Linked DNA regions of Mus musculus: regions 2, 3, 4, 5 and 6 are each linked to region 1. Evidence: chromatin contacts called from public Hi-C, Micro-C and promoter capture Hi-C data. All regions are on one chromosome and are shown on one strand. The core of a region is the stretch at or near the end of the contact, and the rest is flanking DNA. Distances in the headings are between cores, read along the strand shown. Region 1 holds the start of Fasn (fatty acid synthase). Region 2 holds the start of Baiap2 (brain-specific angiogenesis inhibitor 1-associated protein 2). Region 3 holds the start of Cep131 (centrosomal protein 131). Region 4 holds the start of Fn3krp (fructosamine 3 kinase related protein). Region 5 holds the start of Wdr45b (WD repeat domain 45B). Region 6 has its middle 42 kb from the start of Mir6935.

Region 1 (3,757 bases), core at 751-3,250:
GATCCACCTTTGGTGTCCTCCACGAGGGATCAACCAAGTCACCTGTCCCTTTTCATTCTGACCGGTTCTCAACCTCACAGCTAGCTCTACAGGGAGTTCCCTGTCTCCAGAAGTGCCTTGGTCATAAACTCTCAGACCATCCTGCTGCATGATCCCGAGGGGACACTCACCAGCCTTCCATCTCCTGTCATCATCTGTGACCATGTCCACACCACCAATGAGGTTGGCCCAGAACTCCTGTAGGTTCTCTGACTCGGGCAACTTCCCCGACATACCGGCTATCACCACCTCCTCCATGGCTCTTCTCTGTGGGGGAAGATAGCATGGTGGGTCTCTCACAGTCATTCCCAGCTACAGCCACCTAAATCCACAGGTAGCACACCTCAAGACTTTCTGAGAGCAAGGGCTCAGAAAGCCCCCAGTGGAAACTAGCAGAACTCAGCTGTAAACAACGGATGAGCTGAGTGCTTAGGTCTCCTTGCACTGATAGCTACTTCTGAGATTGTCAGCCCTTCCAGGGTAGACACTTGACCTGGCCTGACCCTACCATGTTTTGCCAGAGCTACCTGGGACCATAGGATCTCCAGTTGCCTACTGGATGCTCCATCCCAGGCTAGTCAAATCAGGAACTTGCAAACAGAAGTGGGGCTTCAAGAAACAGGGTCTGGGGCACTCTCACCTTAAGCCACGGGGAAGCCAGCGCGCTTCCCTTTCACGAAGAGGGTGGAGACTGACTGCCGTTCAGTGCCAGCCAGGACGCCAGGCTTGGTTAGGACCCAGAGGGAACAGGCCCGACAACTAGTGAGTGCCCAGGCCTAGCAGGGCTGAGGCAAACCGATCCCCTGCCAATGGACCCTTTCAGCAAGGTCCGACCTGGAATACTACTCTCAGCTTGGTGCGGTTAGGGGAAAGGTGAAGCCTCTCGCCATCTGGTCGAACACTTTGTAACCTGGCCGAGGCAGCAGAAGGATCTGCTAGATCCTCCTGTCCCTAAGGCACTTGCCCAGGGCAGTTCAGGCCTTGCAACCGTAGTCCAACGAGAAGGCTTCCGTGCCACCCAGCCGGTGAGGCCTGGATGGTCTGATGACTTCCGCTGAGGCCCCTGGGGCCTCGTGCGCACCCAGACCCGCATCTGCCTTCTCCAAGCTGAAGCCCGGGTACCACCGCGGCCTCCTGCGCCCTGCCAAAGCCGCCCAGTGCGAGTGAAGGCCCCGGCCCCATCCACGAGGCGCCCAGACTCCTGCACCCGGTTGGCGCGGCGCCCACGTGACAGCGGCCCGCCGCGCTGGCTCTCCGCACACCCCTCCCGCGCCCCTCTCGGCCTGATCGCGGAGCTCAGCCCGGTGGCTGGCTGTCGGAGGGGCGCGGCGGCGCTTTTGTGAGCGCAGGGGTGCCGAGGATGGGCGCCCGCCTATCCTTCCACTGGAGCCGTGGCATCCCGACACCGGCCTGCCGCCCCGGAACCCCGAACGCAGCGGCGTACCTGTCTGGGCTCTGGAGGCAGACGACAAGCGAGGAGCGCGGCAGGCGAACTGGACGGGACGCCGCTGCCGTCTCTCTGGCTCCCTCTAGGCCGCGCCGGCGCTATTTAAACCGCGGCCATCCCCGCGCGGCCACGCCACATGGGCTGACAGCTTGGCTGCGCCGCCCAGGCCAATGAGCGTCGGGGCTGCGCCCCGGGACCCGGCGCGCCGCCGCCGGTGGGGTGATGCCCGCGCGCGCCGCCCCCAGCCGGGACCCTGCACGGGCGCGCGCTGGAGCACAAGGAACGCGCAGCCCCCGCCTGCTTCCGTCCCCGCCCCCGGCCTCGCGCGGGCCACGCGGGGCTCATCCCGACGCCCTCATCTCTGTCCTCCCACCCCCACCCCCTCGCGGCCGGTGCCAGGTGTGCACTGTGCGCGCGCAGTGTGGGTCGGGCGTGCTTGGTCACACTGGAAACTCTGCACTGAGGAGGACACCAGGGCCACGCGGGGGGACAGGTCCGTGTCGCTGCGATTCCACGCCGCGATCGTAGCGCGCGCGGAACCGAGGGGCGTGGCCTGCTCCACATCGAAACCAATTGGACACCGAGGCCGTTCTCGGTGGCCCAATGGCGGCGCGCGGGTGGGCGTTGCTAGGCAATAGGGTGATGGGCCGGCAACAGCGGCAAAGCACTTCGCGGGCCCCCGCGCAAGCGCGGTCGTTGACCCTGGCGGAGGGCGCCTCAGGCGGGGTTACTACCGGTCATCGTGGCCCAGCTTTCTCGGACTCCCACCCTCTGTGGCCACCTTGGAGACCAGGATGCGGGCAGGGACGGGAGCAGTAGGCAGGATAGGGAACACTGACGGGCGCGTGTGGCGGCCTCCGGAGTCCGCTCAGTGTCCAGGCGCGGCCATCTGGCGAGCGGGATACCACCCCTCCCCCGCCTGGTGGGAACAAAGGAGCTGCTGCGCGCCTCCCTGAGTTTCCGGGACCCTCTCCCTCCCTCCCTTTAAATTCCTCTTTTCAAAGGGTTATCGAATTTGGGGGCGGGGGATGACAAAACTCACCGTCCAAAAAGACACAGACTTCTCAGGGTTGGGTCCCTTGAGTGCCTAGAGAGGTTGTTCCCTTCCCTCCTGTCCTTCCACTACAGGCCCAGGCCACTAAGACTGACCTCCTTATGGGGTAATGGCCCGGGAGTGGGGGGGAGGGGGAAGGGGGCTAGTGTCAGTGGTCCTTGACTGCAAGTCTATAGCAAAAGCCAGAGCCTCAGAGCCTTGCTTGTCAACCCTGGCTTCTAGCTTCTCCAACTTGGCTATCCACCCAGGCTTTCTGTGGAAGGAGGCTAAGCAGGGACCCTGAAGGGCAGCCTATAGGACTGGCAGGTGTATTCTGCCCATAAGCTGGCTTGCCCCCAAGCTCTCCCATTTTGCCCCTATGCCTTTGTGGGTGTCTTTGGGTTTCAGGGCCAGCCTAGGAAAGTTTTACAAAAGGCCTGTACACATACTAGCCAGAGCAGTCCCACCCCAGCTCCTGGTGCCTTGAGATAGGTCATGTTTGCCTTCTCACTGGCCAGGCTGCTGGCCAACCCTAAGTGGTCAGCAGAGCTCTGCCCTCTGCAGCTGTCAGGGTCTCAGCTGGAGGAGATGTAACCCAGGGATGCAGAGTCTGGGCCGTGCACAGAGCAGGATGCTGAGGGCAGAGCAAACTTCTCTGATCATCTTTTCACCAAAGGAAGTTGCATGGCTACATCTCAGAAACACGTGACAAACAAAGTGGATTGCCAGATGTGGATATGAGAGAGCCACGTCAGGATGGCCTGCCATGGCCCCTGCCAGTCGTGAAAACAGCACAGTGTACCTAGGTGGGCTCTTGTAAAAGCATCCTATGGCTCTCTCTTTGCATATGCACCTTGAGAGCTACCTACTACAGACCCACAGCAGGAGTGATCTGCAGATGTCTGCTACCTAGGCCTGAGTTATTCAACTGGCATCCAAGACCACATTACTGAGTGTGGGCTTCCCTGTAATGTTGTGATGGCCCACCATGTGAGCCAGCCAGCCTGGAATCACTGTCAGGATTTTACACACAGAGATGCAAAAATGAAGCTGCAAGAGTCACATGATTAGTCAAGGACACACAACAACCTGGACCTGGGAGCTGCCTGGACCCTGCAGCCCTGTGTGTCTGATACCCAGCAAGGCTAAGGCCATGGGCCTCTTTAAGTCATGCTATGGACAGGAAGTGGTCAGGCAGGTCTCATGAGGTTTTCAGTAGGCAGATGGGTCTGGTTCCG
Region 2 (3,757 bases), core at 479-2,978, 880 kb before region 1:
AGCTGGCCAGCCTCCTGCCTGGGACATGGACAGACCTGAGTCTGCCACCCATGTAGCACAGAAATGGGGTGACTATGGGTAGGCAGGCCCAGGAAAGAGTCTTGGGATGTTGTGGAAGGGGGAGTGGTCCAAGCCATGGGAACTTTTCTTGGGGGAGCTTCTCTGCCCTTTTTCAGACAGACCCCAAGTGTTTGCTGCCAGCCTCCACCTCTAGTTCTCCTCCATGGCCTTGGCCTGGGGCAAGCATGGAGGAGTTGCTTCTACCCCAGTGCACAGCTCCTTGTTGGCTTTCTGATCAGTGAGGGGATCAGTGTGTGCTTGAGTAGGCACCATACCATGCTGGTCTAAATGGACTAGAAAGTGAGATGAAGGGGCAGCTGTAACCAACCAGTCGCAGTGAACAGTAATTGACAAGTCCTTATTTGACAGCCAGTTAGTTTAAGCTGGCTTTCTGTCACAAGAAGAACCCAAGAAAAGACAGATACACAGAGATGTACACAGAGATGTACATAGACGACAAGGAAACAGAGGACAGTGGGCTGAATTCCTTCTCCTTACACATGTAGCAAAGTGAATAGGGGCCGTCTGAGTCCCCTGCTGAGGCTTGACAGCCGCGCCTTGGATTTGTGTCCTCTGGGTTGTTGGAGTGGTGTAACCAGCTGTCCAGGAAATGGATGCTGGAGTGTTATGTTTAATTAAAAGGAAACATTCAGCTCTGGTGTTTTACAATGTAAAGCAAATAATTCCTCTCTGTTCGTCTAATTGATGTAAATATTTCTTCAAAGGGAACCGCGTTGGAACCCCGTGTGCCAACCTGGTCAGTTTTCTCAGCCAAGCCTTACCCTTCCTTAAACCATCAGCTACTGGGCAATTCCAAGCTGTGCTGAGAGGCTCCTCCCCCGGAGCTATCCACCCAACTCCCGCCCCCGCCCCAATTCCCTTCCGAACCACCCCATGGAACTCGCTCCACGTCTCCCTCGCTCCTCTCTTGGGTCCTCTTCCCGGAATTCTAGACCCAACTGTCGGCCGCCACCCTCCGTTCAGCACCAGTCCACCACAAGCACCCGCCCCAGGGCCCACCCTGTCCCGATCCTGCCTCCAGGGCTCAGGGTTCTCCCGCTAGAGTTCAGCACCTTCCTCCGTCTCCACCTACTCCGGCTCCGGGTTTCCTCCCTTCCGGAAGACCGTCCAGGGTCGACGCACGCCTCGCCGACTCACCTGCAATAGCGCGGGAGCCACCGGCCCCTGTCGCGCACTCCTGAGGGACCCTTGAGGGCCTGCAGCTCGGATCGCTGCCTCCCGAGTGCCGCCTCCACGCGCGCTCGCGCCGGTGCCACCCGCACCGCCCACACCCCGCGCTAGCTCTTCCTGCGCCACCCCGCCCCCGCTTTCCGCCCCCAGCCCGGCTGTCGCTCCGACCCCCTCAGGCAGCTCCAGGGCCTCAGCGCGCCGCGCCTCCGCCTCCCAGCGGCCGACCAATTGCCGCTCGGAGCCGGCCTCCGAGTCCCTCCTCTAGCTCCGCCCTTCGCCCCCGCCTCCGAAATCTACCAATAGAAAAGACGGCGCAGGAGCGGGCCTGGCGGTTGCCTAGCAGCGGCTAGGCTGGGCGGGGGCGGACAGCCGGGGGCGGTGATCCGGGCGCGGCGGGGGCGGGGCCCGGAGGCGGGGTTTTTGTGGGGTGGGGCCTTCAGCGGCTATAAAAGCAGCGGCCGCCGGGCGCCGCGCTCTGTGGTCCTGGTCTGCGCGCCTTTTCCTGTTGCTGCAGTTGTCGCTTTCCTCACCGCCACCCGTGCCCCTGCTCTGGTCTGTGGTGTAGCCGGGACCCAGGACCATGTCGCTTTCACGCTCGGAGGAGATGCACCGGCTCACGGAAAATGTCTACAAGGTGAGTTTCCAGCGCGGCTCCGAGTCGCCCCTAGGTCTTCAGGCCCGAGCAGGGCACCGGCTCCCGGACTGCGGGTGTGGTGGACCGATCTTCCGTTGGTCACAGGTGGCCGCGCCCGCCCAGGGTCCTTACGCCCGCCGCGGCCCGCGCCGTCCCCGAGCACGAGTGGACGCCCCCACCCCGACGGCGCCGCTCAGCCCCCGCGCGCTCCCTCAGTACGCCTGTCTGTCCTGGCGTCCGGAGGGACCGAGATGTTCAGGGCCTGGGCTGCTCTGCGATCTGGCCTGGTCCGCTGCATCCCAGAGTGAGGGGAACAAGGAGCGGGGGCGGCGTGGAGGTTGCAGGCTGCTGCGGGCGGTCGCCCTGCGCTTGCTTGGCGCGGTGGCACCGTGGGGCTCTTCTAGGTGCTGTTATGCCAGCCTCTGGGCACTTTCTCTTCAACAGGCTTTCCCTTTCCACAACTCCTTTACGAGTGTTAATGGACGTGGCCCAAAGTGGGAGGTCGAGCTCGGACAGGTTGGATGGGTGGACAGATAATCCATCATCTTATGTAACCGCAGAGGGAGAAGACTAATTGTGTAGGAGGCTGACGCGCCTGCTTTTGCTTCTGATATGTGTTAAGAGTCTCGCATTCACATACTAATCTGTGAAATGACAGTTTCTCATGGAAGAACTGCAGAGCCTTGTGCAAGCCCCCTGGTGTCATGTTATGTCCATGCTTTGGGTACAGATGGACGGGCCATTTCCTATTTCTTCACCATGGGTTCTCACAGCCCTGGCCCCTTACCCTCAACAGCACAGCCTGGGGCTCCCTGATGGCATCAGGTCCGCTGCAGTTCTCAGTGACATTTTTTTTTTCAAGAGAGAAATTCCTGCCCTGCCCTGTGCATGGCAGTCCTCTTTACAAAGCTGTGCTTTATTTCAAAACTGTCTTAAGGGTGAGTGAAAGGCTTTCCACCAGCCACTAGGTTTTCACATGGAGTTGCTGGTTCATGGCTAAATGGGATTGTGCTCTGCTCGAGAGCAACAGTTTCTGATTGTATGAACCAACCATGGTTGTGCCTTTCTAGGCAATGGCCTGTGAAACCCTCATAGCTGTGCTTGCTCTGTTGCCTACAGCAGATGGAAGCCTCCAGGGTGGCTGCTTAGGTTTCAGCTGGAGTCCCGGGGGCAGATTATACTTTAATTCATCATTTAATAAAGGCTTTAGAGTTGTAGTTACATGGGTCTGGAGGAACCTTGAAGGTGGGTGTAGGGGCTGAAGGAGCTCTAAAACCATGTTCAAGCTGCCGGCAAACAAGATTGAGAACAGCCTTTTGTTCTTTATGTTTAGTATCTGTAGACTCCATGGTATATGTTCCCCTCTTGTTGGTCTGCGGAAGCACATGCTGTCGGGAGAGGGAGGTTTATTAAATTATTAGTCATTAGTTCCATTACAGTTTGCTTTGTACTGCAGGGGAATGGGAAAAGAAATACTGGTCACAGTCTGGTTTTCTTGCTTCTTTACTGAAATCGTTAAAGAGGAACTTCCATGGTGAGAATCACGCAGGGTATGAGGAGTAGCTTTGCTTTGGAGAGTCCCATGGTTCTCCTTAGTAAAACTCATGCCCGGGCAGTCAGCCTGCACGTAACGGCTTCAGGCTTCACTCACATGCTGCTGTAATTCATCTGGATGTCCAGTCAGAGCTGTTGCAGTGGCAGAGAATCTGGATCCAGAAGATCTGGATCATGGCACTGATTGAGGGCTAGCAGGCTGGGAGCTTAGAATGGAATTACTGTGGGTTTGGTGGGGCAGTGGTTGGTGAACCTTCCATGTGAACATGAGGTGATGAGATCTTTTGAGTTTTTGAGGTGTTGGACACAGGTCGGGTG
Region 3 (3,757 bases), core at 927-3,426, 740 kb before region 1:
TTCTCATGGGCAGTACTGGCTCACTTTTAATCCCAGCACTTGGGAGGCAGAGGCAGGCAGATCTCTTGAGTTCTGAGGCCATCCTGGTCTACAGAGGGAGTTCTAGGACAGCCAGGGCTACATAGAGAAACCCTGTCTCAAGAAACAAAGAGCCGGGCGGTGGTGGCGCACGCCTTTAATCCCAGCACTTGGGAGGCAGAGGCAGGCAGATTTCTGAGTTCAAGGCCAGCCTGGTCTACCAAGTGAGTTCCAGGACAGCCAGGGCCATACAGAGAAACCCTGTCTCAAGAAAAAAACCAAAAAAAAAAAAAAAAAAAGGAAGAGGAGTTGGTAGAGGAAGGGAAGTGGGAGAACGAGGTGGGGGAGACAAGATACCATGGAGGAATCTCACCCCTTGCACTCACAATCTCCACTCACTCTGGACGTGTGGGTCTACCTGCCACCAAAACTCTCAGAAGCCACCACTGGGGATGGAGGAGCTCTGCCAGGAGCACGAGAAGACAAGATTGTTCTAAACCCTACGCTGGGCTCTAAATGGTGAGCTGTGAGTAGCTGGGGGTCAGCGATCCCAGAGGGTGCTAGCAGCAGGCAGTGGTGGCTGTGAGCCTGGCTCTGCCATTCACCCCAGCCCTAGGACATTCTCTACATTAAAAAAAAAGTGCATCTTCCTGGGCTATCCTGAGGTACATGTGGCTTTGAGGTTGGATCCTGGAGATCCTGCAACAGCTTCAAGCTACCCTAGTAGGATGTGGACTCCCAAGTCCCTGCGTCACCACAGAGCATCCATGAACTCCGGGGACCTGGCAGCTGTTCTCTTGTTTCAGAGGCACCCTGATACCTCCCTTGCAGGGTGCTCTCTCTTGCAGTCTCCCACTGGCTCTTCTCATCCCTGAAAGCCCAAGACGCCCTGAACTCTGCCCCAGACTCTCTCCTTTATACACCCTCTCCATCCCTGAGCTTTGCACAAGTACAGCAGGCTATCCGGCCAGGGCCCGTGCTCACATCACCCAATACTTCCACACTGCTCTCAGCTCAGGTTATACCCACAGGGGAAATGGCTTCTCAGGATGGCAGAGTAAATCTGAGTACCTGAGAAGTCCAGCTCTGACCCTGTTTTCTATAAGCACTTCATTGTGCATTAACTAAGCCTGCCTCCCTCCCTGCTGTTCCTCAAATCTTGGCAGTGCATCCTAGCACACCACTGCATCTGCAATCCCCCTGCCTCCACAGCACCATCAGCTTTTCTTCTACCAACTGTTTTGCTTTCTCTAGGACTCCCTTGAGAGGACAGGGACCACACAGTCTTAGGTCCTGATGTGTGGAGGGCACTGAGGTCCTGAGACCTGGGAGATGGGACATGGGACAACTGCTAAGTGATTACAATCCCCTTTCAGAGTCAGGGAGCCAGGAGCATACACTCACCATGGTCCAAAGTCAAGCTGCCTTGGTACTGACATCCAGATGTGTGTAGTAGGGGGCAGTGTCCCTACTCTGAGGCTGCTTTGCCATCAGTCCGGCCAGTGTCCCCGTTACACATTTCTGGTTGTGTAGGTGAAACCTAATACCTTGCCCTTCTTGGCACTGGCTACACCTTGGTGGATCCTAAGCTCCTAAGTCTGGTGGACATAGCTTTCCCAGCACCACGTGCAGCCAGTGAGGTTCTGGGCGGTAAACATAGCCTCTCCATGGAAATCTATAAGCCAGATGGCCGGAGGCTGGGGAGGCCAGCCTCACCCTGGACAAAACCGCGCCTCCCGCAGGAGCCGGAGGGGCAGGAGCCTGCTCCCTCGGGGGCCAGCTGACTCGCAGAGGCAGAGCCCTTGAGCAGCGCACTGCTGTGCTCCTCCGCGGGCGACCCGCATCCCCTAGGTCTCTTGAGGTTTAAGGCAGGGGTTCCGGGCCGCCCGAATGGAGCCCACGGCGACCTTCCGGGGCTGGGGGTACTGGGCACAGGCCGACCTCGCTGCAGGGCCCGACCCTTCACCGCGAGACGCCCCTCACCTGCGCGGACCTAGCCTGGGGCGCAGGGCCCGTGGGCTCGGCCTGGCGGGCGCGGCTGCAGAGCCACCCGGGGCCCCACGGGGCTGGCGCGGCCTCCGCCGTGGGTGACAATAAAACGCTGTCCGCAGGGGCGAGCGGCGGCGGCGGCGGCTAGCAACCAGCCTGGTGCCTCCTCCGCTGTCCGTCACGCCGGCCCGCCTTTGCAGCGCGCGCCGCTCAGGGATTGGCTCTCCGGACGCCCGCCCTGATCTTCGGGTAGTTCATTGGGCCGTTAGGCTGTCCTGTAAGTCCCGGAGTGGGAGGAGCTGCCGAAAGCCAAAGTGGAGTGGGGCAGGCAGAGGGGCGGGGCTTTAAGGAGGCGGAGCCTGCGGGTCCCGGCACCCTCTGAGGCCCCCGCGCAGCCCTGGGCCTCTCCGGTGCCTTGGCAGGACCGCGCAATGATGCCTCCTATCCCCAATCTTTCCTAACTGCTTTCAAAGACACTGTCGGAGTCTCCAAGTGTATAGATGTGGTCTTTCCTGTCTGCCAAAGGGCTCGGGACCCACAAGCTCAGATGGCCTCTCCAACAGAAGTTACATTAAATAACAATGTTATAAACTCAAATGCTTTAAAAATTATCCGCATATTAATCTTATGAACAAGCGCGTGTGCGTGCGTGTGAGTGCGTGTGTGCGTGCGTGCGTGTGTGTGTGTGTGTGTGTGTGTGTGTGTGTGTGTGTGTGTGTGGTAAGTTAGGATGGTGGTCCAGGGCCTTGCATGTGCTAAATAAGGACTCTGCCATTGAACCTCAGCCACTTTTGCACTAAGAAAGCATCTCATATACCACGTAGCCCAGGCTGTCCTCGAACACACTATATAGCTGAGAATGACGTGGAATTCCTGATCCTTTGCTTTTTTCCCCTCCTAAATCTGGAATTACGGGCAAAGTGCCGCCACACCTGGCTTTCATCTTTTCTTTCTAAGATTTATTATGTGTAAGTTTCTGCATCATGTTGAGGGTGCTGGATCTCCTGAAACTGGAGTTATGGATGGTTGTAGGATGCCATGTGGGTGCTGGGAACTAAAACCCGGTCCTATACAAGTGCTTTTTTTTGTTTGTTTGTTTTTTTGGTTTTTTTTTTTTTTTTGAGACAGGGTTTTCTATGTAGCCTTGGTTGTCCTGGAACTCCCTCTGTAGACCAGGTTGGTCTTGAACTCACAGATCCACCTGCCTCTGCCTCCCAAGTGCTGGGATTAAAGGTGTGTACCACCACCACTCAGCATAGTAGGTGCTTTTAAACACTGATGGTGGCTTCCTTTTTTGTTTGTTTGTTTTGTGTTTTGTTTTGTTTTGTTTTTTCGAGACAGGGTTTCTCTGTGCAGCTTTGGCTGTCCTGGAACTCACTCTGTATACCAGGCTGGCCTTGAACTCAAGAGATCCACCTGCCTCTGCCTCCCAAGTGCTGGGATTAAAGGCATGCGCTCACGGTGGCTTCTTTTTTAAAATTAAGAGAAAGATTTGGTTTATACATATCAAAATTCACATCCTTTGGTGTCGGGTAAACACCCATTCAGACTTAGTCACCCTTCCGCCACACCCTACAGAGCCATTCCTTGTTTAATCCCAGCTGCTTCAGGCACCAGCTGGCTGGGACCCTTTGTTTTGTCTCTTGAGGAAAGTCAGAGACAAGATGGCACAGAGTGTCTTCCTAAATCCCCACCCCAACCACCCCAAAGCTGGAGGATTCATTCTGCTGTCCTAGCCAACATGTCACCT
Region 4 (3,757 bases), core at 560-3,059, 600 kb after region 1:
CATACGAGATATTTATTGGGAGGGAAAACCCAGGAGGGTGGCTGCCTCTGCTTGGATGAGAAGCAGCAGGGAGCAGAGCAGAACACAGGCTTTGTGAGGGGTTTCTTGGGGTGAAGGTGGGGAGCTTTCCAGATTGTCCTGGAGATTGGTGAAATTTTTGTGGCCTAAACTTGGGGCAAGTTTAGAGATTGGCGTGATTTCATGTTCAGGGATTGGTGTTTCTGTTTCTTGGCCCTGGATTTGGCTTGGAGTCAAGTCAGGGTCAAGGTGTTTTTCCCTTTGTCTCTGGTCCTTTTACTCTACGTTTGGGACAGGGAGGGCTGGAGAGGGTCTTTATAACCATTACAGCTAGCAGAATAAGGATAGACAGGCAGAGGCAAGAAGTCAGTTCTGGGTTTTGTTTTGTTTTGTTTTGTTTGTTTGTTTTTGAGACAGGGTTTCTCTGTGTAGCCCTGGTGTCCTGGAACTCACTCTGTAGACCAGGCTGGCTTTGAACTCAGAAATCCACCTGCCTCTGTCTCCCAAGTGCTGGGATTAAAGGCAAGTGTCACCACTGCCCGGTAGTGGCAGTTCTGTTTAATAAGACTAGGTGACTGGCGTTGGTTCAAACTTCAAGTCTGACCCAGTGTAGTTTATTTAGGCATATTTTAGTCGCAGCACAATTTAGTGAAAAATTTCCTGGTGATCAACTCAATCTTGTGTGCAAAATAAAACTTAAGGTGTGAGTATGTTGAAACTCTTTGTGACGTACATGTGACATTGTGAAAGCCAAAGTTATGTTTTAAGTTTTAATTACTATGCCTAAGCGATCCATGAAAAAAAAAAATGCATCTGACCTGTAAGCTCCTTGCCCAAGGACAGATACTTCTTGAAATGCTAAAGGCTATTATTTATGGAAAATAACAAGTCACGAGTTTTCACTTCTTTAAACAAGTTTATTTGGCCCATCTATACCAGATCTGCTTGCTCACACGTGGAAGGGAGGTATATGAGTAGGAAATACGTCAGAATGTATGCTTGCCACTGATTGGACCTGACTGGAAATGCGCTGAATTGTGTTTTTTGCTTTTTTAAGCCCCTGCAAAATCTGACTGGGGCCATTTCCCTGGGAACCTGGGCAAGGATCTGACCAAAGTACATCCACGTGGGCAGTACTTAAAGTATTAAAGCTTACATGAAATTTAATTTAATTTATGTGGTCTTATTCTTGACCAGTGGGATCAACATCTTAAAGATCGGTTCTGTAGATTGACAAACTCATGAGAAGGGTTTGGGAGAGGATCCCGTGTGGTCCAGCACACAGATTAGTACAAAGGTCCTGGGCAACTACATCTGCTCACAGGCTATGCATCCTTTCCTTCGAAGGAACAACTCTGCGTTACATTCCTGGTTCTACTAGTGCTTAACTTGTAGGCACAAGGACCTCCATACCTCCCACAGGAGGGCAGGCCTCCTGGCCAGGGAAATGGTCTCGCGGCCAGCACATCCCTGAGAAAGGATGCGTCATCCTCTGCAAAACCCTAAGGGCTCAGCTTCACCTCGCTGGCGGTTTCAGACAGAACCCGGAGCGGAGGGAGCAACCTCCGTCCTTCTACACAGCTGTCTGGGAATTGTTTTAAACAGGTTTGAATTGAGAGAGTTCAGCACACCAGAGCGGGGAGGCTGGGCGCTCCACCCACTTACCACCCGGCTCCTGCGCTCCAGCAGCCAGAGAAAACTTGGCAGCGGTCTCTCTGCCTCTCAACCAATCCTAACCAGTCAGGCCACGCCCCTCCCAAAGGTTTCCCCGCCCCTTCCTTCTTGTCACCCAATCCCGTCACTGGTCTGTGTCTACCCCGCCCCGCCCCTGTACCCGCTTCTGCTCCAGGCCTGAACTGGGTCGGCTGGGGAACTGCTCTCATGGAGACCCTGCTTAAGCGGGAGCTGGGCTGCAGCTCGGTCAAAGCTACGGGTCACTCGGGAGGCGGGTGCATTAGCCAGGGCCAGAGTTATGACACGGACAAAGGACGAGTGTTTGTGAAAGTGAACTCCAAGGCAGAGGTAGGGCCACCGGCGCTGGGTGAGGGTCGGGCTCGTTGACCCGAGGCTAAAATGGGGCGGTGGTTTGGGTCCGGGGTGTGTGAGATCCTGAGCTGACCCGGGTTGGGTAGCGCTAGAGACTCAGTCTTCAGCGACAGTCTCTGCCCGCTGTCCACAGCCCGGCGATTTCCCTTTGGCCTCCGGCTTCCCTGCCCTTGCCCGCTGTGCCCGCTAAGGCAACGGTGGCTATGCAGGTGCAGCGCGTGGTATTCAGAGATTGCTATGCCCGCTTCTTTGAGAAAGCCTTCACGTCTGGCTGGTTAGTTTTGAGAAACGCCAGAGTACTCGTGTTTATCTGGAGCTTATTTCAAAACTCAGATCAAAGATCTTAAAGGATCAAAATAACACACTCATCCCACCACGTTCTGTTTGAGAGTGAACTTTTTCTGAAGCGCCCAATGGAAGATAGGGTGAGAGCCCCAAGGCTTCAGTTGTGTTCCTGGTTGCTGCTGTCCCTTTGTCATTTTAAGCTGTTCACTCCAGGTTTTGTTTGGAAGGGACGTGGATGGCTTCTGTAGAACTTGGCAAAGTTTTTTTAAAGACGAAACTGAAGGTGTTTATCTTCTTGTTAAGCCCTACACACCCTCCACGTTAGAGTTGGTTTCTGTCACTAAGGCTGACTTCCAAACTCAACCCTTTTGTTTCTGTCTCTTGGAGTGCTGGGATTGCAGGTTCTAGCCACGAGCCTAGCTTTTTGCATTTGTGGTCATTTTTCTTTCAAGAAAGGAACCTGCCTCTCCCATGTGTGTTAACCTTTGGAATACCCTTATTTTCTCAGGACTTGCCTCAACCCCTGTCTTCAGCCATCAGTTTGCCCTCAGCCACAGTCTTCGTGGTCTCCTGCATGTTCTACAGCTGGGCCTCTCTGTTCTGGTTTTGCTTGTTTTTATATAGTAGCCTTTCTCTACAGCCCTCAGTATTTCCACTTTGATTTGTTTTTTCTTTGTGATGACAGGTTGAACCCAGAGCCATGCACATCCTAAGCAAGTATGATACATACCACTGAGCTGCATCTTCAAACTAGTGGTGTGTGTGTGTGTGTTTTCTGTTGTTTGGAGTTGAGTTCAGGCTCTTTTCTCTCTTTTTCTTTTTCTTGTCTTTTTTCTTTTTGGTTATTGTTTAATTTCTTGAAACAGGATCTCACTACGTAGCCCAGAATGGCCTTGAACTGACAGAGATGTGCCTACTTCCTTCGAGTTTACATTCTCTCTCGCAGGAAGTGGGGTTTGCTTGTTTTGAGGCAGTTTCCATCTGTATGTAGCCCAGGCTAGTCTGGAACTTACTATGGAATCCTCAGCCTCTCAAGTGGTAGGATTCCATATGTTAGCCAGCATGAACTGCCGAGTTCTTTTTTAAAAGATTTATTTATTTATTCAGTTTTAAAGACAATACGTATGTGTGTATATGTGGTGTAGGATGTGTGTGTGGTGCCCGTGGAGACCAGAGACATCAGAGCCTCCTGAAGTGGGAATCACAGGTGGTTATGACCTACCTGATGTGGGGGGTAGGAATTGAACTCGGAACCTCTGCAAGAGCAGTATGCACTTTTAACCACTAAACCATATCCAGCCCCACTGCTGGGTTATCTCCCATTCAAAGTCTATTTTCAATTTTTCAGTCTTCCTTTTCCATTTGGCCTTTTTTCTTGCTTGCGCTGGGATACATAGCATGAATTGTG
Region 5 (3,757 bases), core at 860-3,359, 530 kb after region 1:
TCTCTGTCTGTCTGTCTGTCTGTCTCTCTTTCTTTTTGGAAACAGGATTTCTCTATGTAGCTCTGGCTGTCTTGGAACTTATTCTGTAGACATGGCTAGCTTCAAACTCAAAAGAGATCTGCTTGCTTCTGCCTCCCCACATGCTAGGACTAAAGGTATGTGCCACCACACCTGGATAAAAGCTAATCTCTCTCTCTCTCCTCTCTCTCCCTCTGGTTTTACAAGACAGAGTTTCTCTGTGTAGCCCTAACTGTCCTGGAACTCATATGATGTCCATGAGCCTCTCAGCCCCCACGTGCTGATGCTACATGCGCTTGCTCCTTCACAGTTCCACAATGGGACCAACCCTAACACTGCAACCAGGCCTGGAATCCCGTACTGCTCAAGGCCACCACACTGGAGTCTAACTGCTCTCTTCCCAGAACTGTCTGTGCTTCCACAGGACAATAATACTTTTGCCTATCTCTGTCCGATCTAAAGGAAGGCTTTCCACACTTGTAATGGGCTATGCACATTCTCTCCCTCTTACCTTGGTTTACCTTGGAAATGTTATAGCTTATAGCTATCCTACAGGTTCTGATTATAGTGAACGCATCCCTCAAACTTCTTCAAATGCCTAGCACATGGACTCTAAGAGAATATATGCAAATGGGATGCACAATAGCACTACCTACTTAAAGCACTACCTAACTATAGTCTGTAATAGTAAGATCCCCACCTCAAAAATAAAAACAGCCAGGTGGTGAACATTTTTAAGGAGGTTTAGGGAGTTCCAGGACAGCCAGAGATACACAGTGCCAATTGTCTCAAAAATAAAAATAAACATAAAAATCAAAAAAACTCATCTTCTTAGCCAGGGGCAATAGAGTGAGCATGCAATCCCACTTGCTCCAGGGACTGTGAAGGGAAGATTCCTGGAGCACAGCTTAAGATAAGCTTGAACAGGAGAGCAAGATCCAGTCCCAACAATAACAAAAATCAAGTTAAGTTCACTTTCCAAGACAGTAAGTCATACATTTGCTACAGCACCTCGAAATTTTACATACGGAAAGCTAAGATGTTATAACTCTTAGAAGCCCAGAGTATCAGCCTTTACCCTTTTCCCTTGAGGAGATTTAGAAAAGGGAAGTTAGCTGACATAGTGGCACACTCCTTTAATCTCAGCACCCCGGGAGGCAGAGACAGGGTCAACAGAGTGAGTTCCAGGACAGTGAGGGTTACGCAGAAAAAGCGTCTCGGGGATATAATCCCCACTAAGAGGGGTTCCCGCCCATTATCTTGGAAGCAAGAATACCTTCTCCAAGACCCCAAACTCAAGAGGCAAGAGGCAGTCACGGGAACGCAAATCATGTAAGTCCTTTCATCCTACAGAACAGAAGAAAATACCAGAGGGGAGGGAGAGGCGTACAGCTAAGACATCAAGGCGAAGAACCTACACTCCACGAAGGTGCCAGCCGCAAGAACCACGACAAACTGCCGCCCCGCGACGGGCAGGTCCCGCTACGCCACCCGCTGGCAACGTAAGCGCTGGAGACCCTGACGCCCAGCAGTAAGCCTGCGGGTTCTTAGGTACCCGGTAAAAAAGTGGCACTGCCCGCCGACCCGGGCGGCGGCAGCGCGCGGAGGGGTGGGGTGGGGTGGGTGTTTCTCCCCGCTATGGGTGCCCGGGCTGGAAAGGACCGCGGGGGGGGGGGGTCCTCCCTACAGAGCGGTTCGGAGATTTCCTGAAAGAGCCGCCAGAGTCTGAGCTCTCAGGGCGCGACCGAGTCTCCGGTTAGGGTCCGGGGGACGCTCGCGACAGCTCCGGGGCCCTGCGGTCGCGGTAGCGTTGGGTCGGGGTCTCCCGGAAGGGCTGGGGTGTTACCACGGAGCTGGGCCCGGGGTCTCACCGTGGTCCTGGTTGAAGCCGGCGTACAGCAGCCCGTTGCCGTGAGGGTTACACGGCAGGAGGTTCATGGCGCCGTCGTAGGGACTGTGGCTCCTCAGCACCGCATACCGCTCGCAACCAGGCGATCTCTCCGGTCGCGCGGCGCTAGGGCCGCCGCGGCCGGAAGCCAGGGTCCTGGGGACTTGCGTCGTGCGTGTGTCGTCAGTGCTGCGTCATCAGTGCGCGCGGATCTGTGGGCGCGCGTGCGCGCAACCAGCAAGCGCCGAGGGACAGACGCGTCCACTGCAGGGAAGTAGGTGGCGGGAAGTAGGTGGCGAGGGCTCGCCGGGCGCGTCCATAAGGGGCGGGGCAGGACGCAGCCGAGGGGAAGCTGCGGAGAGAGCTGGGTGCCCCGCACTCACACAAGCAGGGCAGGACTGATGGGACCAAGGACAGGGCAGAGAAGAGACTGCGCCAACGCTCCTGCCCACAACACAGTCTCCTGAAACCCTCACCGCGTTCCCACGATACACATCGTGTTCGACCAGAAGCAGCCTTCGTGTAATGGTACCTGCATTTTCCCCGAGAGACAAACACAGACAGACTATCCCCTATTTCTTCCCGAGCTTTCCCAACCATCTGACACGTCCTCTCACAGACACAAATTTCCAAAGAGACATAATAGGACATAACCTCACAGAAAAGATCCCCAGACCTCGCGACTGTTGTTTGGGGTGCTCTGTTTACAGGGGTCTGGGATGGCTCTGGAAGCTGGTGCTTTCTCCTCTCTACTACAATTCATTCTCTGGTTCCCTCTCTCCTCACTGGCTTCTCCCCTTACCTGTTTACCATCCTTTCCCCCAAATGAAGACTTGTAGCGTCTTAGGATTCAAGAAGCTTAAGCAGAAGGACCCTAGTCCCACACAGCCCACCATTCATCCCATCAGCACTGAAGAGGGGAGGGGAAACCACTTCAGGGACTGTCCTTTCATCTCTCTAGTTATGAACCTAAGAAAGGGCAGCTGAGGCATGAATGTTCAAGCCCTAAACGGTCTCACCATCTGTGAGAACATTTGCACAACAATAAGGTGGCTGTGAAGGTCCTGGCAGGATGTCTTGATAGTTGGCCACTGTCAAGGAGGCCTTGTTCCTTCGGGTTTCACTGGCTTACACACTCACCTGCCTCTCTGGATATCTATTCACCTCATCTCCACAGGGCTGGATGACCCCAGCTTCAGGCCTTCAGTGGCTCAGATGGCTACACTCCTGCTTCTCTAAGGACATTGTTATTATGTATCTGGAGACTCAAAAAATGTTAAGACATTGTAAATCACTAATAAAAACTTAGGGTATCCAAGCTTTATCTTATTTCAGTTTTCCTGTTGTTTAATCTCTCATAGGGTCTAGCTTCCTAAGCAGCAGGACCAGAAGAGAGACCTATACTTGAGCCTTTATAACGCCAGAATGTTGTGGTGGCTTTGTTTTGGTTTTTGGTTTTTGTTTTTTTGTTGGCAAGGAGTGACAAGGGCTTCATCTCTAGGGAAATGTCTGGCCACAGCTCTAACAAACCTCTGACACTTACCAGGAGCCACATGAGAGCGTGTTTCTTTCAGTACTTCCACTTTATCTTGTTGAGACAAGGTCTCATTCTCTAACCCTGGAACTCACGATGTAGCTCCAAGTTGGTCAAAGTATCACAGTAATATTGCTTCAAGCTCCCAAGAACCGGGATACTAGGCATTCGTCATGACATACAGCACTACGTGTTTTCTCTGCATTTCTTCTCTGGGAAGAAATCCTTTCCAAAGATGACATAGGACAAAACTAAGCTTTGGGGTAAACATCATGAAACAGGCAAGGAGACAAGTGCAGAAGAGAGCTGTGCTGTAC
Region 6 (3,757 bases), core at 921-3,420, 520 kb before region 1:
CCATCCCTGTCCAGGGCATTTGCCTTCCACTGGAGGCTTGGGGCTCTATACCACCACGCTCAGGTTGAGTCATTCTGGTTGCTCCCGGACCATCTTCTCTATGGTCTCATCAGGAGATGATGTCTGCTTTTTCCTGGTACGTTGAGGCTGTTCCAACTCCCCAGGGCACCTGGACCCCAGCACCACAGCTAGGGCTGCTCCTCTGAGGACGATGCCTGACTTGCCTCCAAAGTGCCACTCTGTGGCTGCCCTAGGGCTCGGGGCAGCTGGATCTGGACCCAACACTGCTGTTTCCAGGCCCATAAACACCCGTTTTTAACAGCAGGATTGGGATTGGTTCTGCTGCCCCTGCTCACAAGAAGGCTGCGTAGAGGTAGGCAGGAGGCCGAGGACTCCGGGGCCAGACCTGTGAACTATATAGGACAGCAACTTCAGACAATGCAGGATAGAAGAGCAAGGGAGCTATCCTTACTGGAAATCCTCCACAGTATCCACACAGAAGACTCGGCCCACACACCCACGGCCCGCGTCTCCTTGACTGTGACCAGAGCCTGTACTGACAGTGTATATGCGTGCACTGAGCCTGCAATTGTCAATTGCAAGACACTGGACTGCACACAGCACATCCTCCTTGCAGCCTCCCAGATAATCCTATCATTACCACCTTATGACGGAGGAGGGGTGTTGCCAGTGTCCCCCGCCTTCCTCTTGTCAGAGGCCCGCTGCACACGACCACACCCGCCATGGGCCACATTCTCCGGACACCTGGTATCACCTCCCTGCTCTGCGCCTTTCTCTGTGCCTTGCCCCCCACCCAAGTCCTAGCGGCCTTTAAACGCCGCATCAAGCTCCACACCTCTCCTTGGCTCCCATTTTTTTGTGAGGAGCCTTTCTAGACCTCTTGTGGTTCCCGCACATCTTCATCTGGACCACAAACTTTTCCATGCCTGGTCTGTGCCCGTTTTTTCCCCAGGGCGGGGCCCCAGGACACCAGTAAGCAGGACCCAAGTCCCTGAGACAGAGTTTAGGTCCCTACTATTGCCCTGAGACCACTCTGTGCCTTGCAGGCTGTCTTCTGTGGGAACAAAGGTTCTGCCCAGTCCCATCCAATCCATCCCAAGGCTGCACAGGTGGACGGCCTCAGGGCCTCACCTATGTTACATATGCCTACTGCTCACAAACGAAACCCAATGTTTCCTAAGACTCTATTCACACTTGAGTACAAGCGCAGGACACACTCCTGTTGCTGGGCCTCAGCACCCTGACACACCACCACAGCTATCCCCACCATTACCCCATCTCCCTACCCATAGCAGAAAATGGCTGCAGGCAGTGTTGGCCTGGGTTCCTTTGCTCCAGCTTGGGCCTCCATTCGGCCAGTGGGAAGCGCTGGCAAGCTGGTGCTGCACCACCCAGCACCTCCCTGTCAGGTCACTGAGTCCCCTTTCCAAGGTCACAGCTCCTAAACGGGCCTCTTTCTCCACTGCAACTGCCCTCCCTGTCTAGGGTGGAGGCAGCTCCCCTTGGTTGCCGGCTTGGGTACTAGACATCTCCTCCTTTAAGTCATGTATTTTCCATTTATTCAACTCTCCTCAAATGTCCCGTCTGAGGGTGCCATAAAAATGTAAGACCGTGTCAATTGCCCGTATCAAAAAACATTCTAGTATGTTCCACATGGAGTAGTTTGGAGGGGAGACTAATGGAAACGGCCTGGGGAGGACTAGCCCCCAAGCTTGCACAGAGGCCACCTCTCTTTGTGTCCCCAGGGCATGAGAGGAGGTGTCAAAACCGGACTCCATCCAAGAATGAACTGATGCCTCTGCCACTAAACAGCAGGACCGTGTCTTCCTTTCCTCCACCCCACCAGCTTCAGCCTCCGAGCCAAACCCAGGTGGCGCTCTTCTGCATCCCCCAACACCTCCCATGAGAGCGGGGGTCAACCCCGTGTTTGCCCTACCACCTCCCATCCGGGAGGCTCTGCACTCCCAAGGCGCCGAAGGAGCCTGACGACGCCCCCATGGGGACCGGAGGCTACGAGGTCCACTGGCGACCGCAGGGGATCCCCCAGGGCTGCACGGGTCGCCGTCAGGTCCCCGAGGCGCGCCAAGCGAGGCCCAGCTCCGTGCCCCGCCCTTCTCTAGCGAGGAACATCACCCCACGTGGGGTTGCGGGGGGGGGGGCTCTCAGCCTTGGAGTGTGATTGGTCGCTGTGCAGCCAATTAGAGAGCCTCTGCTGCTCAGGCCAAGCCGATTGGCTAAGAGAGGGCGGGTGGGACGGGAGTGGGGCGCCCTTTTGTTCTTTGCGCCCGCGCCGCGCGCCCGCTCCGGCCCCGCCACCTGCGCGCCCACTCCGGCCCTGCGCGCCTCCCGGAACCCCCCGCTTGTTCGCACACGCGAACTAGGAGCAGCCGCCTGCAACGCAGCCCTCTTAGGGTCTGACCTTGGACGAGCTCTTTCATTCTCCGTTCCCGGGTTTCTTACCCTCGTTTTCTCCTTGTCTCCTAGGAATTGTGGCGAAGAACAGAACCAACCTGGCAGCAAGCTTGGAATGTTTCTAAAAACCTAACATTCAGTGATAGAAGAGGGGCTCTGGATCTTTCTTAAGAGTGAGGCCACGTGGGAAACTGCTTAGCGAGAGAGAATCTTTACCAACCTGATCCTGTTTGCAGAATGAGCTCCGTTCCTATCCAAGACTCACACGGGCTCCGTGGGAATGGGACAGAACTTCTGCCCTGACTGCCCATCTGTGCTAACTCTTCCTAAACCTTCAGTCAGTCAGTGGTAGTAGTGGACTCTGTCTGGAGTGGAAAATGGTGCCTCAGAAGCCCAGAGCCAGCAAAACTCCAGAGAGAGAGCTTTCTAGGCTGAACTGGGGGAGTCAGGGAGTCAGGCAGGTCTGACCTCTGGTCCCAACACCCTCCATCTAGAAACTGCTTCAGCCCTTTACACAGCAAAGCTGTGGCTGCGGAGAGGCCACAGTGCTGCGGGTTGTGGACACAGGCACCCAGTGTCCACACAGCCTGTGGGGTGCGGGGTCAGTCAGGGAACCCTCAGTATCCCCATAACATGAGTGGACTTAGTGAAGCTCTTGCTCAAGCCTAGGTTGGTGAAGGAGAGAGAGTATGGGGTGTGGAAGTGCATTTCCAACGTCCCCTCCTAGAACCGGGCGTCTACAAGACCCTATCAGAATTTAGAGTGCCTTCCTAGCAAGTGATACAGTGAACTGCACCTCCCAACAGCCTGACACTAGTGGGTTCTGGAAGGTCTCTCAGCCCCAGGCCTCTAGCAGGTGTCTGTCCTAAGGACGGGGTATTTGAGGCTACATCTGTGGGCTCTTCTTCCCCTGGGTGGCTGGGAATGGTGAATGTCTGGCGGGGCAGGTGGGGAGGACAATCCCCACCCCATGAAGTTTTAAGCACATTCCTCTCCTGCTGTTTTGAGCCCAGAGAACCTCTCTGCTGGTCAGAGAGTGAACGTTGCTGGACTGTTTGGTGTGGGAATGGTGCTGCTCCTGTGCCCTCAGGCACCTGGGCATCTTAGCTTCCGGCATTTGGAGCTCTACAGTTCCCAGGTCGCTCCAGCCACCCCCCCCCCCCGCAAGAAACAGGAAGTCTTCATCGGGAGCTGAGACTTCCCAGGTGTACCGGGGTGGTGGGAAGCCCATTGTAGAAGTATCAGGAATCCTGAGTGTGGGTCGCCCACTAGGAGCAGACCTTGCCTGGGAGCCTGACTAAGCTGCTACCATATTCCTCCTGTC

Evidence for each region. Promoter capture Hi-C pulls out the DNA fragments that hold promoters and counts their contacts. A called contact is a pair of places that touch in the nucleus more often than the background predicts.
Region 2: a contact with region 1 is called in a Micro-C map of embryonic stem cells, with 2.9 times the contacts expected there. The contact joins the promoter of Baiap2 here to the promoter of Fasn in region 1. A contact is called at or near these places in 1 of 39 promoter capture datasets (pre-B cells), 1 of 484 Hi-C or Micro-C datasets (embryonic stem cells) and 2 of 115 datasets of contacts at active chromatin or transcription factors (large pre-B cells and pancreatic cancer cells).
Region 3: a contact with region 1 is called in a promoter capture Hi-C map of pre-B cells, with 4 times the contacts expected there. The contact joins the promoter of Cep131 here to the promoter of Fasn in region 1. A contact is called at or near these places in 1 of 39 promoter capture datasets (pre-B cells) and 2 of 115 datasets of contacts at active chromatin or transcription factors (memory CD8 T cells and pancreatic cancer cells).
Region 4: a contact with region 1 is called in a promoter capture Hi-C map of pre-B cells, with 3 times the contacts expected there. The contact joins the promoter of Fn3krp here to the promoter of Fasn in region 1. A contact is called at or near these places in 2 of 39 promoter capture datasets (pre-B cells and stem cell-derived epiblast-like cells), 1 of 484 Hi-C or Micro-C datasets (embryonic stem cells) and 1 of 115 datasets of contacts at active chromatin or transcription factors (pancreatic cancer cells).
Region 5: a contact with region 1 is called in a Hi-C map of CD8 T cells, with 4 times the contacts expected there. The contact joins the promoter of Wdr45b here to the promoter of Fasn in region 1. A contact is called at or near these places in 3 of 39 promoter capture datasets (the C10 cell line, pre-B cells and stem cell-derived epiblast-like cells), 1 of 484 Hi-C or Micro-C datasets (CD8 T cells), 2 of 115 datasets of contacts at active chromatin or transcription factors (embryonic stem cells and memory CD8 T cells) and 1 of 9 other capture datasets (adipose tissue).
Region 6: a contact with region 1 is called in a Hi-C map of CD8 T cells, with 4 times the contacts expected there. The contact joins the enhancer-like site here to the promoter of Fasn in region 1. A contact is called at or near these places in 2 of 39 promoter capture datasets (the C10 cell line and pre-B cells), 1 of 484 Hi-C or Micro-C datasets (CD8 T cells) and 1 of 115 datasets of contacts at active chromatin or transcription factors (memory CD8 T cells).

What each region holds. Positions count from the first base shown.
Region 1 is chr11:120,822,547-120,826,303 of GRCm38.p6, forward strand. It overlaps Fasn (fatty acid synthase), which reads right to left and starts at 2,001. Exons shown (of 43, transcript NM_007988.3): 1 at 1,484-2,001; 2 at 171-306. The coding sequence starts at 297.
Region 2 is chr11:119,941,364-119,945,120 of GRCm38.p6, forward strand. It overlaps Baiap2 (brain-specific angiogenesis inhibitor 1-associated protein 2), which reads left to right and starts at 1,729. Exons shown (of 14, transcript NM_130862.4): 1 at 1,729-1,885. The coding sequence starts at 1,832. It overlaps Gm11767 (a long non-coding RNA gene), which reads right to left and starts at 1,731. Exons shown (of 5, transcript XR_001780400.2): 1 at 1,219-1,731.
Region 3 is chr11:120,084,651-120,088,407 of GRCm38.p6, forward strand. It overlaps Cep131 (centrosomal protein 131), which reads right to left and starts at 2,177. Exons shown (of 26, transcript NM_009734.3): 1 at 2,002-2,177.
Region 4 is chr11:121,419,564-121,423,320 of GRCm38.p6, forward strand. Fn3krp (fructosamine 3 kinase related protein) reads left to right here and starts at 1,810. Exons shown (of 6, transcript NM_181420.3): 1 at 1,810-2,040. The coding sequence starts at 1,900.
Region 5 is chr11:121,352,338-121,356,094 of GRCm38.p6, forward strand. It overlaps Wdr45b (WD repeat domain 45B), which reads right to left and starts at 2,110. Exons shown (of 10, transcript NM_025793.3): 1 at 1,890-2,110. The coding sequence starts at 1,956.
Region 6 is chr11:120,303,086-120,306,842 of GRCm38.p6, forward strand. No RefSeq gene overlaps it. Among named protein-coding and RNA genes, the nearest start is that of Mir6935, 42 kb to the right of the region's middle. Within about 2 kb of position 2,171, at least 315 of the 459 cell types and tissues checked have an H3K27ac peak or open chromatin away from gene starts, as enhancers often do. A contact at or near this core is called in CD8 T cells, where this site is marked.